Regions from separate parts of the Mus musculus genome. Here regions 1, 2 and 4 are each linked to region 3. Evidence: chromatin contacts called from public HiChIP or PLAC-seq data. All regions are on one chromosome and are shown on one strand. The core of a region is the stretch at or near the end of the contact, and the rest is flanking DNA. Distances in the headings are between cores, read along the strand shown. Region 1 holds the start of Actr6 (ARP6 actin-related protein 6). Region 2 holds the start of 1500026H17Rik (RIKEN cDNA 1500026H17 gene). Region 3 holds the start of Chpt1 (choline phosphotransferase 1). Region 4 holds the start of 1700113H08Rik (RIKEN cDNA 1700113H08 gene).

What was found. HiChIP or PLAC-seq counts read pairs in DNA pulled down with a chosen protein or histone mark.
Region 1: a contact with region 3 is called in a FOXA1 HiChIP or PLAC-seq map of pancreatic cancer cells. The contact joins the promoter of Actr6 here to the promoter of Chpt1 in region 3. A contact is called at or near these places in 2 of 39 promoter capture datasets (neutrophils and pre-B cells) and 1 of 115 datasets of contacts at active chromatin or transcription factors (pancreatic cancer cells).
Region 2: an H3K27ac HiChIP or PLAC-seq map of thymic regulatory T cells shows a contact between it and region 3, with 5 times the contacts expected there. The contact joins the promoter of 1500026H17Rik here to the promoter of Chpt1 in region 3. A contact is called at or near these places in 2 of 39 promoter capture datasets (the C10 cell line and pre-B cells), 3 of 484 Hi-C or Micro-C datasets (CD4 T cells, rod photoreceptor and uterus) and 1 of 115 datasets of contacts at active chromatin or transcription factors (thymic regulatory T cells).
Region 4: a contact with region 3 is called in an H3K27ac HiChIP or PLAC-seq map of differentiating embryonic stem cells, with 5 times the contacts expected there. The contact joins the promoter of 1700113H08Rik here to the promoter of Chpt1 in region 3. A contact is called at or near these places in 1 of 39 promoter capture datasets (liver) and 3 of 115 datasets of contacts at active chromatin or transcription factors (astrocytes, differentiating embryonic stem cells and embryonic stem cells).

What each region holds. Positions count from the first base shown.
Region 1 is chr10:89,730,699-89,734,221 of GRCm38.p6, reverse strand. Actr6 (ARP6 actin-related protein 6) reads left to right here and starts at 1,927. Exons shown (of 11, transcript NM_025914.3): 1 at 1,927-2,048. The coding sequence starts at 1,981.
Region 2 is chr10:89,684,946-89,688,898 of GRCm38.p6, reverse strand. It overlaps 1500026H17Rik (RIKEN cDNA 1500026H17 gene), which reads right to left and starts at 2,536. Exons shown (of 3, transcript NR_130956.1): 1 at 2,380-2,536. It overlaps Scyl2 (SCY1-like 2 (S. cerevisiae)), which reads left to right and starts at 2,605. Exons shown (of 18, transcript NM_198021.3): 1 at 2,605-2,861.
Region 3 is chr10:88,502,228-88,505,957 of GRCm38.p6, reverse strand. It overlaps Chpt1 (choline phosphotransferase 1), which reads left to right and starts at 1,988. Exons shown (of 8, transcript NM_144807.3): 1 at 1,988-2,373. The coding sequence starts at 2,101.
Region 4 is chr10:87,055,547-87,059,518 of GRCm38.p6, reverse strand. It overlaps 1700113H08Rik (RIKEN cDNA 1700113H08 gene), which reads right to left and starts at 1,473. Exons shown (of 6, transcript NM_029685.1): 1 at 1,360-1,473.

The DNA.
Region 1 (3,523 bases), core at 678-3,177, 1.2 Mb before region 3:
CTCCATCCTCTTCCCCACCAGTGCTGGGATTAAAGGTGTGCACCAGTACTGCCTGACCCTAATTAACTTTTTAATATATATCAGTAGAGATTATCAATAGAATACTCTGCCTGATTTGAAGGAGTTTGATGGTTAGGCAGGTTGACAGAAGGTGCATGAAGCCCTGGGGTTTTGTCCTCAGTACCAGACAATCCAGGCAAGGTTGCGCAGGCCTGTAATTCCAGAACTCCTGCAGGCGGAGACAGGAGGATCCCAAGTTCAAGAGCGCCCTTCTATATAGTAAATTTGAAGCCAGCCTGGGCTATGTTAAACCCTATCTCAAAATAAATATTAAGCAAACTAAAAAAAATGATAACAGTATCTATTGACAGGTAGGTGCTTGACTTCTAACACTAATATTAAACCATTCTATAACATAGTGAGAGTCATATTAGTTTATTTTATAATTTAGATAACCCAAGGGTCATTAAGTTGCTTAAACATTTTTTTCTTTTTTCTTTTTTTTTCTTTTTTCTTTTTTTTTTTTTTTTTTTTTTTTTTGAGACAGGGTTTCTCTGTATAGCCCTGGCTGTCCTGGAACTCACTTGTAGACCAGGCTGGCCTTGAACTCAGAAATCTGCCTGCCTCTGCCTCCCAAGTGCTGGGATTAAAGATGTCCGCCACCACCGCCCGGCTTAGTTTAAACATTTTTTTTAAGATTTATTTATTATTATACATAAGTACACTGTAGCTGACTTCAGATGCACCAGAAGAGGGTATCAGATCTCATTACAGGTGATTGTGAGCCACTATGTGGTTGCTGGGATTTGAACTCAGGACCTTCGGACGAGCAGTCAGTGCTCTTATCCTCTGAGCCGTCTCTCCAGCCCGCTTATATGTTTTTAATGTCATAGTCACAGTTTAAAATTAGAAGGCCACACTCTCATCTCTTTATCTCCTGGAGTTTTAAACACTAGTTAATACGTGTAAAGAAAGTGAAACAGCTTACTCTCTCTTTTTTTTTTTTTTTTTTGTTTTGGTTTTGGTTTTTTTGAGACAGGGTTTCTCTGTGTAGCTAACTTACTCTTAAGCATGGCTGTGTATTCATTTATATCAGATTCATTACCCGAGATTATTTTGTAGCAGAGTCTACATTCCAATCAAAACATTTTGAGAGAGACTCTCTGTATCGTGTATGTCTGGCTGTCCTACGTAAACCAGGCTGGTTTTGAACACCCAGAGAGCCACCTCCCTCTGTCTCCCGAGTGCTGGGATTAAAGGCGTGTACCATTACGCTCAACTCCAAAACTTTTTCTTAACATTATGAAACACAAGCTCTCCGTTGTACAGAAACACCCAGGAACGATATCTAATTCCAGGAGTCAGAGCAGACAAGGAACATGTCAGATGTCAAGAAGTCCTTTGTAGATAGGATACATAAATAAGTAGCGGAGAACAAGCAGGGGGATTCGTTGGGGAATGTGCAAATAAGTTAAAGCACAACGCAGATAACAACACAGCCCATACATAATTTATTGTGACCAAATTCTATAACCTGATGACGAGTGCCAAGAAATGAAGGTGAGGCTGAAGAGACTTCGTATCCAGTTCCACGATGCGTATGGTTTCATACTCAATTCTTCAAGGCTCGGAGTGTCTTAACAACTCTAATCAGATACACGCACACGCAGCCCACCAAAGGGCTCACAAAAAGCTTCCACTCGCCAATGTGCGCAGTAAAGAAAATCAAAAGAAATAAAGTACTTAGCAGTTTCTACTACGGAATGTCGCTGCCACCGAAAATCGATGCATTTGAAAACTGGATACAAGCACAGGAAGGGCTGCTCCGCTGCTCGACTTCTGGCGTACTCCGTTGTCAGGGTAACCGGAAGTTTACGCCACGGCCACGCCCCCATCGACCATAGAGTACCGGAAGAAGCCTGAGCAGAGGAGATTCAAACAGTGGGAAAGCGACTCCGCTGCAGCGTGGTGCGTGCCGAAATGACGACCCTAGTTCTGGATAATGGAGCTTACAACGCCAAAATCGGTTACAGCCATGACAGTGTCTCGTAAGTGGTCGTCGTTCCCGAGGGACAGGACACGTACGCCTTTTAACTTGACAGACTATGCTTTCCGATTTGCGTGATCCACAGACGCCATCGCGCGCCTCCAGCCTCAGTCGGGGGATGCTCAGTTTCGAGCTGGGTTCGTTGGTTGGTTTGATGCTTTGAACTGAAATTGACTTTGATTTTTTGTTTGAGGCCGCGGGGCTGCGGAAGTGAATGTATGTTCCGTTTGGTAACGGGAAATAGGCTTCTCGAGATTGACTGAGGAGACTAAAGTTTATGAAATTTCAGAAATAGTGGGCAACGTTTCGCCTTTAGGGGAACACGATTATAGGTTTTCATCGGATCCTCAAAAGGTTCAATGCCCCCCAACCTCCCAAATAGTAAAACCCACTTCATTAGAGTCCAGGGAGTTTGAAGGCATTGGGGAACCAAGTTGAATAACCTGGTTGGTAAAGTCAGGAACGCTACGGTGGCATCTTAAGATGTGTTTTATAAAATGTATGTTTGAATAAATAGTAGACTTTCACAGTGCTAGAACTGAAATCTAGGACTTTGCGTAGGTAATTAGTACCTTCCCACAGAGCTACACCCCCTGCTGCCTTGCAGCACAGCGTGTAATCCAGGATGACCTTGAATTTAAGATCCTCCTGCCTCCACCTCCTGGTTGCTAGGATTACAGCTGAGGGCCACTACTTCAGAACTCAGTGGGCATTTGACTGAATTTTTTTTTTTTAATGCTATGTTGAACTCTTGCACGGTGGACAAGCACAACATTACTTCTTAGCCCAGCCCATATGACCAGATTCTCATATGACCAGATTCTCACAGCTTTAGTGGTGATGGAAGCCATTTATATATAAGGCTTCCACATAAGTTTTTTTTTTCCTCATTAAGAACTAGGTACATGGGGCTGGAGAAATGGCTAACCCGCTCATTCTGCTCTTCTAGAGGGCCTACGTTCAATTCCCAGCACCTACATGGCCGCTAACAACTGTCTGTAACTCCTCTCTTTCTCTCTCTCTCTCTCTCCCTCTCTCTCTCTCTCTCTCTCTCTCTCTCTCTCTCCCTCTCTCTCTCTCTCTCACATACACACACACACACACACACGGTGCACAGACATACACGCAGGAAAAATACCTGTGCACATAAATACATAAATAAACAGATGCATGTAAATACATATAGAACCAGATTTTCTGTTTTGTTTTTAATGTGCTGGAGAATGAATTATGGGCCTAGGACATGTTAGGAAAGTGCTGTGCTACTGAACTATATAGCCTCCAAGCCCCTGTGGTTCTTTATTGAGATAAGGTCTTACGCAGTGGCCCAGCTGGGCATTGTGTATCCTAAACTGGCCTCAAACTCATGAGAGTCCTCCTGTCTCAGCCTCCTGAGTGCTGGAATTGTAAGCATAACCCATCATTCCTGGCCCCCTGATCTCGTTAAAGACAAATCAAGGCCCACAGCCAGACTTT
Region 2 (3,953 bases), core at 1,287-3,786, 1.2 Mb before region 3:
AGATATTTACATTCTAATTCATAACAGTAGCAAAATTATAGTTATGAAGTAACAACAAAATAATTTTATAGTTGAGGACCACCACAACATGAGGAACTGTATTAAGGGTCCCAGCATTAGGAAGGCTGAGAATCAGTGCTCTAAACCTACTATGGAGGATATATCACATATACATTTTTAATGTATTTACTCTAACACTATCATGGAGAGCACTTTTAAATATTTATACCGAGAGAAGCTTTTTGTTTTCTGAGGAACTGATATACTTTCTCATTTTAAAAGCCAACATAGCCAAGGTTATCTAGAGACTCAGAGCAGAAATTTACTCTATTATGCCGACTGTATTACCCTTAGAATGTGTTAACCTGAGAATTATCATATACACTGACCCTTTATTTGGAAGCCTAATCTGTCTTCTTTTGATGATAATTTAAGAAAGCTTATTAGCTATATATATATATTGTTATAGACTGCCTTAAAGCCCCCCTCCCCCAGTGACACACTTCCTCCAACAAGGCCACACCTACTCCACCATGGACATGTCTCCTAATAGTGCCACTGCCTATGAACCTATGGGGGCCACTTTCATTCTAACCACCACAGGCAGTCAGGTGGGATGCAGCCATATTTCATTAATGGTTACAACCTTTACTGCATTTCTTTCATCAAATCGTCACAGAATCAAGAACATACTGGGTGCCTAAAGAAGGTATGTAGAGAAGGAAGAAGAACTGGAAGAGACTCCAAGGAAGACTAATATTTAGAGCAGAGATACTTAAATGCTTGGCATTCGCAGCCCTTCTTCACCAGAGGAAGCAAAAGTGCCTGTGCTGTATGTGAAGAGGAAAGTTCGCTTACACCTCCTGCCTACCTCACTTAAAGCTTGCTCTGCCTCTTGACCTACCGATGACTTAATGTAATCCTGTTTACAATAAACAGAAAGCTCTTGGATTAAAGGTATGTGCTAGGACTGAGCCATACCACAACTAGAAACAGGTTTTTCTTTTTTTCTTTTTCTTTCTTTCTTTTTCTTTTTCCTTTTCAGCAAGTAACACAATCTCAGAGGTTCACAGTGTGTTCAAATATCCTGTGATAGCTATTCTCACATGGTCTGCAAAGGATTAGGTTTGCTCACTAGGATTCTGTCAAAATGTTTAATTCAGTGTTTCTTGGTGCGTTGGCAACCTTGTACAATCACTGCTATCATCTAACCCCAGGCCATTTTATCACTCCAAAAAAGAGACTCATGTTTAGTAGAGATAAACTAGTTCCTCCTACCCCAGTAAAATATGAAATTAAAGCATGTAAGAAAGAAAAAGTTGAAATATAGAGAACATGATTTCTAGATGTTTTGTGTGCAGAATACAAGAATCTAAGCCTTTCCTTTCTTGACCACGAAGAACTAGAAGTAACATTACCAACACATAACTTATAAGATGCTCTTGGCAAAAGGACAGAAATAAAAGTCCACCCTTCTGGGGCTGGAAAGAGAAGGCTCAGCTAGTGAGATGATAACTTTCTAAGCATGCAGATCTAAGTTGGATCTCCTGAACATACATTAAAAAGCCAGGCTTGGTGGTGGGTGCTCCTAATTTCACAGCTGAAGAGATAAGAGAAAGGCAAAGCACCAGGTTCTATTTAGAGACCTTGTCTCAAAAACATGGACAGCTCCCCAGGAACAACTCCTAAGGCTAACCTCTAGCCTCGAGCTTTTCTGGCGTGTGTACATACAGCTGTACCTACACAAACATGTAAACACACCACACAAACATGTACACACACATACACACACACCCCATAATCCTCTTCCCTCTTCTCTTCCTCCCCCTCCTCCAATTCTTCTTGTAATAGAATCTACCCTATTACCCATCTTAAGACATTTTAACCTGAACCAGGGACAGAGCAGAGACAGGAGAGGCAGGGTTAGGGTTAGTTAGGGTGGTAGTAGTCCTACTACTATGTACGGGTTACTTGGATGGATAGCAGGGAGACAGAGGCTGTGCCCAGTTTCACCTAGGTATATTTTTCAGAACAATTTACTTCTTTCATTAAGCACGTAAGATAAATAATCTTTGTTGCTCTAATTGTGGAACTGTGGCACCGGGGTTATCTGAGAATGTCTTAGAAACGCAGAGCATCCGATCCTACTTGTGCAGCAGAATCTGCACTTTAACACGGCCCTGTGTGAGAAGCACGGCTTTTCTAGGTTCTAAGGTCACTTAGCAGAAAGTCAGAGAAAGCTGAGTCCTATGTAATCAGTCACTAGACCAGCAAGGGCAGGTGGCCTGGGAAACAGAAAAGGGGAGGGGCCTCACAACCAGAGCTGCAGTGTCCAGCCATCAAGTCACTGTCAGTCATCTCCAATATACATTTGGTTACCTGTCCTCATTATCTTGGAGAATCCCCTTCTATGGTTCCAGAAACTCGGGCTTCCTAGCCTGGGGCCCCGGAAAGCTGGTCTTGCCCGCGAAGACTAGTGATCAGAGTCACAGGTACGGCTGTCAGCAGAGGCCCGGGCTGGCTCCACCCCCGCCCCGGGAGCCCCGCCTCACTCCGCCTCGGGGAGGGCGGAGGGAAGCCAAGCCTTACCCTTCCGAACCGCCCGGAAGTGACGTCATGCAGGAGCGGGCAGGTCTTTCGGTGCTCTTCCCCCTACCGTGCTCTTCTTCCCTAGTCCCTTCCCTCCCTTCCCCCTTTACTCCTCGATCTCGGGGTTCTGCGGACTCGGGGGTGACGGAGGAGATGGAGTAAGCGTTCGGTGGCGGCCAGGAGCGCGGCCCGAGCAGTCACAGCCCGGAGGCATTGAGGGAGCCGGCGGGGGACCGGCCCCAGCACCGCCCCTCCAGGTAGCCGGCTGCGAGGTGAGTGACCTGTCTCGGGCACCGGGCGACCTGGGTCTGCGGCCAGCTTGCGGGCTACGGGTCTCCCCGGGCCTCCCGGCTGCTACTGTTGCCTAGTGACGGGCCGGGTCGGGCGGGCTGGCGGTGGGTGGCCCGGGAAGCCGGATCCAGGTAGCGAGAAGCGGGAGGGAGCGGATCTCAGAGGCCGGTGACTCTGGGCGAGGCCTTCGGGCGACGGGAGCCCCGCTGCCTGGGTCATTCTGCTGCTGGGAGAGTCCCCAGAGCTGGCGCAGGAGCTCGGGTTTCCGCCGTGGAGATCTCCGTATCCTTTTGGGAAATTGGACAGTGCTCCGGGACTGCTGAGACAGCCCCCCTCGTTTCTGATACTTGGTTCCGATAGCTGGGGTCACCGGCTAAGGCCCTGCACTTCGGACGCCTTTCTCTGATGGTAGTTGTCTTTCTGGACTGGACGGTTATTGTGTGTGTGAGGTGGGTGGGGCAGATAAGGTTTGAGAGAAAGAAATCCCCATGGGGGCTCCAGTGCGCCTGTTTAAGCTACAGAAAAAGGTTTAGACAGATAAAGCTTGCAGAAACTTCTTGGGATTCGCATGGACGCGTTACCTGTGATCAGTAATTAAGGACACACAGTGTTTCCCTTTCTCAACAGGATTGAAGAGACTCCAGACCAGCTCCTTAAAGTGATTTTGATTGTAAATTATCAGCTAGAGGTTTTTCTTTGCACATCAAAACCAGGGATTGTGTGATGACACTTTGAAACGCCGTATTTAAGTTTTCTGAGTCGTGCGCCTCTGTTCAGAGAAAGCAATTTAACAAAGATGCTGTAAGTCAGTCAGCCATTACAAAACCCAAGCAGTTCTGGTGTTTGCTTGGAAGATTCTTTTTCGACTTTGAAGGCTTTCCCCTCCTTAATAAAGGTTGGAGGAGAAGGGGATTGTGGTTATGCAAAGGAAAGGAGCCTAACTGAACACATAGAGCTTTATTCTGTTCAGATATACCTACGCACATGTGAAGATCATTCATTTTGTCTGTCAGAGACGATTACATATGTAATACAGATGTGTTGTAATTCCATACAGTAGGACATTGCTATAC
Region 3 (3,730 bases), core at 739-3,238:
AGAACACATGCATGGCTCTCTAACATCCACTCCCTCACTTTTCAACAGTAGTAGAAATTAGTCGACCAGCCATTGGCCAGATAAGGGCTTCATTTAGCTCTCCTTGCAAATAGGTGTCACACTCACATGACAGGGTTCTGTCAGAAATGAGGAATGAAACTTTGGATCACAGCCTCAAAGCCAGGAAGTTCAGCCCCCCTGCCTCCCCCTCCTCCTAGTTGTTTGGGAATTGTGGTCACCTGTTTTGGGTCAGGACAAGAACAATACCCTGAAGGCAGCAGACAAGGAAATGGAAGAAACCAGTGTCTCTCACACACTGAGGGTTTGCAGCAGCTCTCAATGATCTACCCAGACACGATGCTTGGGCAAAACGAACTTCTGTCTCATTCAAGCCTTGTACTTGACCTAGAAGTAGCCTAAAGCAATCGTCGATACCTTCTGAGCATGCTGTATGCCCCTTTACAACAGCATGGCATTGGAAGAGGTCAAGTGTAATTGCTTGTAATCAGAGCTACTTAGGAGGCAGAGGCAATTAGTTCAAGGACAGTCTAGGCTGCGTAGCAGGATTCTGTCTCAAAATCAAAGCAAACAAAGGACTGAAGATAAAGCTTAGCAGGGCCCAGCAAGGTGCTTAGTTCAAAGTCCAGGAGCAAGATAAAGTACTAGGAATCTATAATGTAAGTGTTACCAATCCCCTGCCCCCCCCCCCCCCCCCCGCCTCTGACTGGAAAGTGCTGGGATAAAGGCCTGCAGTACCATCACCCAGCTATTTTATTTTATTTTATTTTATTTTATTTTATTTTATTTTATTTTATTTTTGGTAAGAGGCCAGGTAATGAATATTCAAGACTTTGTAAGTCATCTTGTGCTATACAACTCCTCACCTCTGTGGGAAGAAACACAGCTATAGTCACAGAACTGAGATTTAAATTATATCAATTCTAACATCATAAACTTTATTCTTTGTTTTTTTTCCCAGTAATTAAAAAATGTAAGACGCATACTTCTGTAGTGTGCTGTGAGAATGAGATGGAAGGCCTGTCTTTTGAGCCAAAAGTTGCTAACCGTTCCTCAAAATAGGTGAGGAAGAGTGTATCCCATGACCTCTGTTGCTTAATCCAAGAAAGCAGAAAGTAGTTTCCAGCTTGTCTGATGTGTTAGAAAGGTGCATACAGATCAGACCCACTACGTCTAGATCAAGTGGGCAGCCTATGTCTGGTTAGGCAATAGAACATGCTTATGACAGCCCCCAGTCCAAATGGGTGCATTGTGAAGTAAGGAGCTGGTGACCTTCCATTATGTGGCAATCGGCCTTCTCCACTGAAGAAACTGTGAAACTGGCTAAGAATTTTCTCTGCTCCAAGGAAGGAGTGTCAAGTGGTCTGAAAAAACAGGCATTTGAGTTTCAAACATTCAGTTTCCCTTTGACGACAATATTTCTAAGATCTGGGGGTTTTGTTTGTTTGTTTTAAAACCTTGCCGTCTGATCCCGCAGTGAGGGGTAACTAAGTTAATATGCGGAGGGGCCTTTGTATATTCCCATGGTGCTTGAGTACTTTCTGATCAGTACATACATGGTGACCACTCCAGGTTTCAGTAGGCGACATTTTCTTGACTAATAAGAGGCCGGGGCATAGACACACAAGTCAGAGTTGTTCCTACCACTCAGTAGAAAAAAACCAGCTCAACCAGGATCCAGGCTAGCCAAGCGTCGTCACGGAAACCTGAGCAAAGGCTGGAGAGGAGGGCGAACCCTTGAGCCCCAATAGAAAAGTCACAGCGGCAGGGCCAGAGCTGCCCTCGACCTGAGTCTGAAAGCGCAGGCTGCTTGACCCCTCCCGGGGCGTCCAGAGCCAAGCTCACTGAGGCCCCGCCCCGGTCCCGCCCCCAGCCTCGCCACCGCCCGCGAGCTCGCTGAGGCCCCACCCCCCCGTGGCCCGGCCTTGCCCCGCCCCCGAGGCCCGGCCCCGCCCCCGCGGCCCGCTGCTAAGTGAGTCCCACCGGCGGAGCTGGCCCGGGCGCTGTGCCCTCGCTCGGCTCTCTCCGCCCCCCGCGCGGGCCGCGGGCTGCGCCGGGTCGCGGCGGGCCCCGCAGGCAGCCATGGCGGCGGGCGCCGGGGCCAGGCCGGCGCCGCGCTGGGTAAAGGCGCTAGGTGAGCCGCTCAGTGCCGCGCAGCTGCGGCGGCTGGAGGAGCACCGCTACACCGCGGTGGGAGAGTCGCTGTTCGAGCCGCCGCTGCAGCTTTACTGGACCTGGCTGCTCCAATGGATCCCGCTCTGGATGGCCCCCAACACCATCACCCTCATCGGCCTCGCCATCAACCTGGTCACCACACTAGTGCTCATCTTCTACTGCCCTACAGTCACGGAGGAGGTAGGGCTGGCCGCCCGATGGTACTGTTCCCTGGAGCCCCCCTTGGGCCTCCTTCGGAGACGGCTCCACTATAGGCGTCAGTGGAGCGGGGAGACCCTGCGTAGCGGAGCATCCTCTAGGTCTCCCTCTAGGAGGGAGGTGCGGACGCGACCAGATTGCTGTCCCCTGGCAGTATTCATTTTCAGCCTCCCCGGGGCTCCTAGAGACTGTCGCACCACTACCCCAATCCTGTGACCATTCTGAGCTTCTCTGGGGGGCAGGGGCGCTGTCAAGGTCACTTACTGCCCCAGCCCTGTCTGCCAATCTCATCCCTGGGGCCATGGGACCACCAGCCCATATTTCGCACACTGGAGATTAAATACCTACATCTCCATGCTAGCAGGACTTGTGGATGGGTTAGGTAAGGCCAAGTGCCCTTTAGCACTTTATAATTCTGTTTCTCAAAGGTGGTGCCTAGCGATCCTGAAATTACTGGTAGCACTGATCGAAGATAAGTTATTTCTGGATAAGATAAGAAACTTCCTCGTTGCTTCCTTGGCTTTTTCATGAAAAACAAACAGGATGTAGGTGACAGTCTTTACAATTATCTAGACTTTGAGATTATAAATACCAACATATTTTATTAGTTGTAATTATATCCAACCTAAGTCTAAAGTAAGAATATTAACATGGGCTTTAGACAGTGGTGGTCAGAAGTGGTTCATTGGGCTGAGTATAGAGAGCATAAAAACAAGGGAGAGTGTCTTGAAACACTATATAGGATAACATTGCAGATTCCATGGCATTACTTTCTTTACGCTCCCTCTGTAATTACGTGTAAATATAGATCGTGCACAAACTCGAGAGTCGAGGTTGGATACCAGGAATACAATAGAAATAGCTCATGTTCTGCATCCATGCAAACACTTCTTTTTAAGGGCTTAGTGGAGCCTGCCCTTTAAAACATCTTGCCTGCCAACAACTGTGTTTGTCACGTGTACCTCCACTGTCACTTGTTTTCATGTGATTTAAAACACTAAGCTGTTTGGGGTTTCACTGGTTCCCGAACCCCCTGAAGCTCACTGTATCAGGATGGAAGCATGGCAGGCCTGCAAGTGAAGGATTTGACTCCCCATCATCCGCCACCATGGCAGACCTAACCGATCTGTTTTGAAAATAGAAATAATGCCTGCCAGGCCAATTTTACAGGGCAGCTGTGAGGACTGAAGGATACATGCAGATAATTGTAGGGCCCTGCCCTTTACTCAACAAAGTAAAACTCTCTCAACCTATTAAAAATACACAGTTGGTAAACAGTGTTGTGACGCAAGCATAGTAAAATTTAGCTTTGATTTGGGCTTAGATTTGGCTAACAGTC
Region 4 (3,972 bases), core at 224-2,723, 1.4 Mb after region 3:
TCTTTCTTTTTCTGTTGCTTTTTTTAAAAAAAGCCTTTATTGGCATTTGGCATTTTTTATCTACTGTAAAATAAAAAGGAGAAGGATGGCTTTTTTTAAAGCACTCCGTGTGACAGTTAAAAAAAGAAAAAGAAAGCTATCTACAGTTACTGTAGTAATGGTTTAAAGGAGGGGGGTAAGCACCTGCAAATCAAAGAAAGATGCCGTGGTGCTGTCATCGGACTCCCCCTCCCTTTTCTTAAAGTTATTTCGTGGCCATTATAGAGTAGACCTGGCAATGAATTTATGTGACAGCTATGAAGTTAGTATTAAAATTGTGAATACTCCCTAGCAGTTTTCATGGCCTTACTATAAGATAGTCTCAATTTGCCACACAGCGGTGAATAGGGTACAGAAGGGGGTGTGTGTGTCTAATGAATGGGAGGAGGGTGGGTGAATGGGAGGGCTTCCCAGGAGGGGCAGCACAGTAGTCGCCAGAGAGTGATTTATTTTTGCCCTTCCAGAAAGGAAAGTCCGAAGAAGCAGCAGCCTGAAAGGCCCTGAAGCATTGATGATGGTGGGGGGGGGGGGCATGGGGGCGGGTCCGGGCGGGTGTCTTTACACATTTTACCATTCCAATGCCAGTTCTAGAAGCAGGGATCAAGGCTGGGCTGTGGTAAACCCATTCCTCTAGTCTTCCCAAATCAACCATGAAATGCCAGCAGGGAGCAAAGGTAGGGCCTGCTACTACTGAATGGGAGCAAGGCAAAAGAGGGAGAGTGTCAGCCTTGATCCACTCGGGGAGAGTTCGGAGAGAGATGAAGCGTGCTGGGTGTGAGGTGGGAGAACTCTTCAGAAGCAGGGAGGATTTAGAGAGGGCATTCAGAGGGAAAAAAATGAGGTGAAGTCACTGCAAAGAGCAAAGGGGCGTGCCCAGGGCGCACGGCCCCTCCCCAGACCCCTCCCCCGACCCCTATTAGCATGCGGGCAGCGCGGGCCACGGGGCGGGGGCGGCGCAGTGGGATCACAGCGCTGGGCGCTTTGTGGGCCGCGCTCGCCTCCACGGGGGACCATCTGCTCGCTGTCAATGCATCACCTGCTCGTCTGGGCTGTCGCCCGGGCAACCGAGGGCGGGGGAGATTAAGGAGCGTGTGCGTCTTGGTGTGGGTACTGGCTGTAGGGGCGGGGGCTGGGCACAGCTCTGTCCTCCTCCACTCTGAGACTGGTCAAGCCGGATGGAGGGGGACGGGGTGACGACCACCAGGAGCGATCAGGCTCTGCTGCTCGCAGCCCCACGGCCCCTCCCGAGAGCCACCCCTACCAGAGGTGGCTGGAGTCTATAGAAGCCAAAAACACGGGGTTCTCTTCAAAGCAACCTACCTCCTCTGTGACCAGACAAGACCCACGACTTGTCTTCTGCCTGTCTACCTGCAGCTGCAGAAGCCCTATCCTGTGCCCGCCGCTGCCTTCCAAACGAGTTGGCCCCACACTGCCCCACCCTTATGGACACCTCCGGGCACCGTTCCGAGAGCCCCTCAGTCTCCCGGCAACCACAATGGGACCAGCATCGCAAGTGGACCCTGCCCCGCCCTGCCACCAAAGTCAAAGACAGTGACCACATACATCTCTTCTCCGAATCTGCTCTGCCACCCAGCCCCAAGCCCTGGACAAGCCTTCAGCTTAAAAAGATGAGCATTACTTGATTATCTTTTGTTAACAAGTTGGTTTTTCACAAAGGAGGTAGTTCTAGGGGTTATGGAGGGATTTTATTTTTTACTGAAGTCCCCTACCAATCTAGGCCTCTCCCTTGAATCCCAAGTAAAAGGAGAATGGTGCTGCAGCCAACAGCAGGGGGCATAGCTATGCCATAGATGGGAAGAGTGCCCTTTTCCCTCTTTGAGCCATAGTCTCAAATTTCTTGAAAGTTCAGAAACTTTCAAGTAATTCTATTCCAACCAGGCAAGGATTTAGCTGTGCCCACAAAGGCAGTTCACATCTGCCTGGGGATTTTATTCAGCTCGGCAGAAAAAAAAAAAACACACACACACACACACACAAAAAAAAACCCTATGAATGCTGTGTAAGGTTCCATGGACTGCAACCCAAGCCAAGGTCTAGGTTTAGGTTTGATTTTGCTTTGGGTTTTGAATTTGGATAGCGATGGTTGGATTTTTGAAACAATGTTTCATCTGTTTGCTAACACATACTGGCCTCAAACTCACTAACCAAGTGTGGCACTGAGTGCATTGTGTAGCTTAAGCTAGCCTGGAACTCACCAGTCTTCCTATCTGATTACCCACATGGGAACCTAATGCCGGCAACTAGTTAAGATTTTGTTTGTAGGCAGTGTCTAATAAATTCAAAACAAGGTTCTAAAGCCAGGAATCCCAGCACTCCTTGTGAGGTAGAGGCAGGCAGATCTCTGAGTTCAAGGCCAGCCTGGTCTATAGAGTGAGTTCCAGGATAACCAGAGTACACAGAGAAACCCTGTCTTGAAAATCAAAAACACAAACAAAATGTGTGTGTGTGGTGGGGGGAGAAGTGGTTTTTGTTTCTAATACTTAAAATACTCTTAAAACAAATCCAAAAGCAGGCATAAAGACTTACAACTCTAATCCCAGGTTTTACAAGGATGAAGCAGAAAAATCTCTAAGTTCCAGGTCAGCCTAGGCTATGGATCAACAACAAAACAAGTCAAAAGACCAGGTTAGACTCTGGATGATTCTGAGCTGTTGCTCCCAGAAGCACTTAGACAAGCAAATAAGCCACATCAAAGCTATGACAGTATTGTCAAGATGCCTCTAGACAAGAATGGCAGCACAGGGTTACCTGCCATAGCTCCAACCCAGAATGCTGTTCGCTGAAATGAATGGCATTTCAGGTGCCAACCATGGGAAATATGTTTCAGTGTTAGACTAGCAATACAGCTACAAAGTAGATGTGAGATTCCAACTAAACCAGGACCCTGGAGTTGCAAATTTTGAGGTAAAGACAATCATAATACAAGCACTCTTCTGTTTTGCACTTTCTGTTTTCTTGGGACACTCTGTAGCCCAGGCTGGCCTCAGATTCTCAAGCATCCTCTTACCTCTGCTTTCCAAGGGTTAGCTACCAGCTACAGTGCAGACGTGGTAACCTTGGGGCACAACTTCTATGTCCAAGTAACCAGACAATGGAGGCCACTGCCTGCAAGCTAGCCTCAAACAGAGGGAAGATACTGGAGGTAGGGGAGAGGTGAAGTCTTATTCACAGCTCATACTGGGTAGAATATTCTCATACCGGCCAATTATGGGGCATTGGTCTACAGAATAAGGTCAAAGGAAAGTATATATTCAGCATCTATACCAGAACTCTAAGCTGATACCCAGCCACCTCTCAAACTCTTTTGAGTATCTTTGAGCTGGAAAAGCCTTATATGTCTTAGGAAGAACTCATTACATAGTCTGGCAGCTGTTGAAGAGACAAAGGTTGTTATACTATTTGCTTGCTTGGTGGCTTTGCCATGTACATATTGGACAATCACAAACGCACATGCACGCACACATACACACACACATGCATGCATACATGCATGCAAAAATTTATCTCTTTCCAAATCAATTCTTTATGTCGAACTACTTACCCCAAATTTTCTCTTGGTTTTCTTCATCTTTTCTAATGGAGCTTCTATTCCTTGCCGTGAAGTTTGTTATCAACTTTGCTCAGCTTCTCTAAAATCCAACTAAAGTCTATCAGCAAGTACAGTTTCTATCCTCTAATTTTTAAATACAACACGTGAATCAGATTAATGTCTGATGAACTTTTCTTAGTTTGCTGTCACTGGGTAGCCAATGACAGTCCCAAGAATGTAATTTTCAGTGACTCCCCAAGAAAATGACCCACGAAAGTGTCACTAATATGTAAGATAAAGGTGAGCTATCAAAATATCTGTGGTCTTGATAAAATAGGTACACATGAGAAGGTATACAAACGTCCTCAAAAAATAAAGAAAAT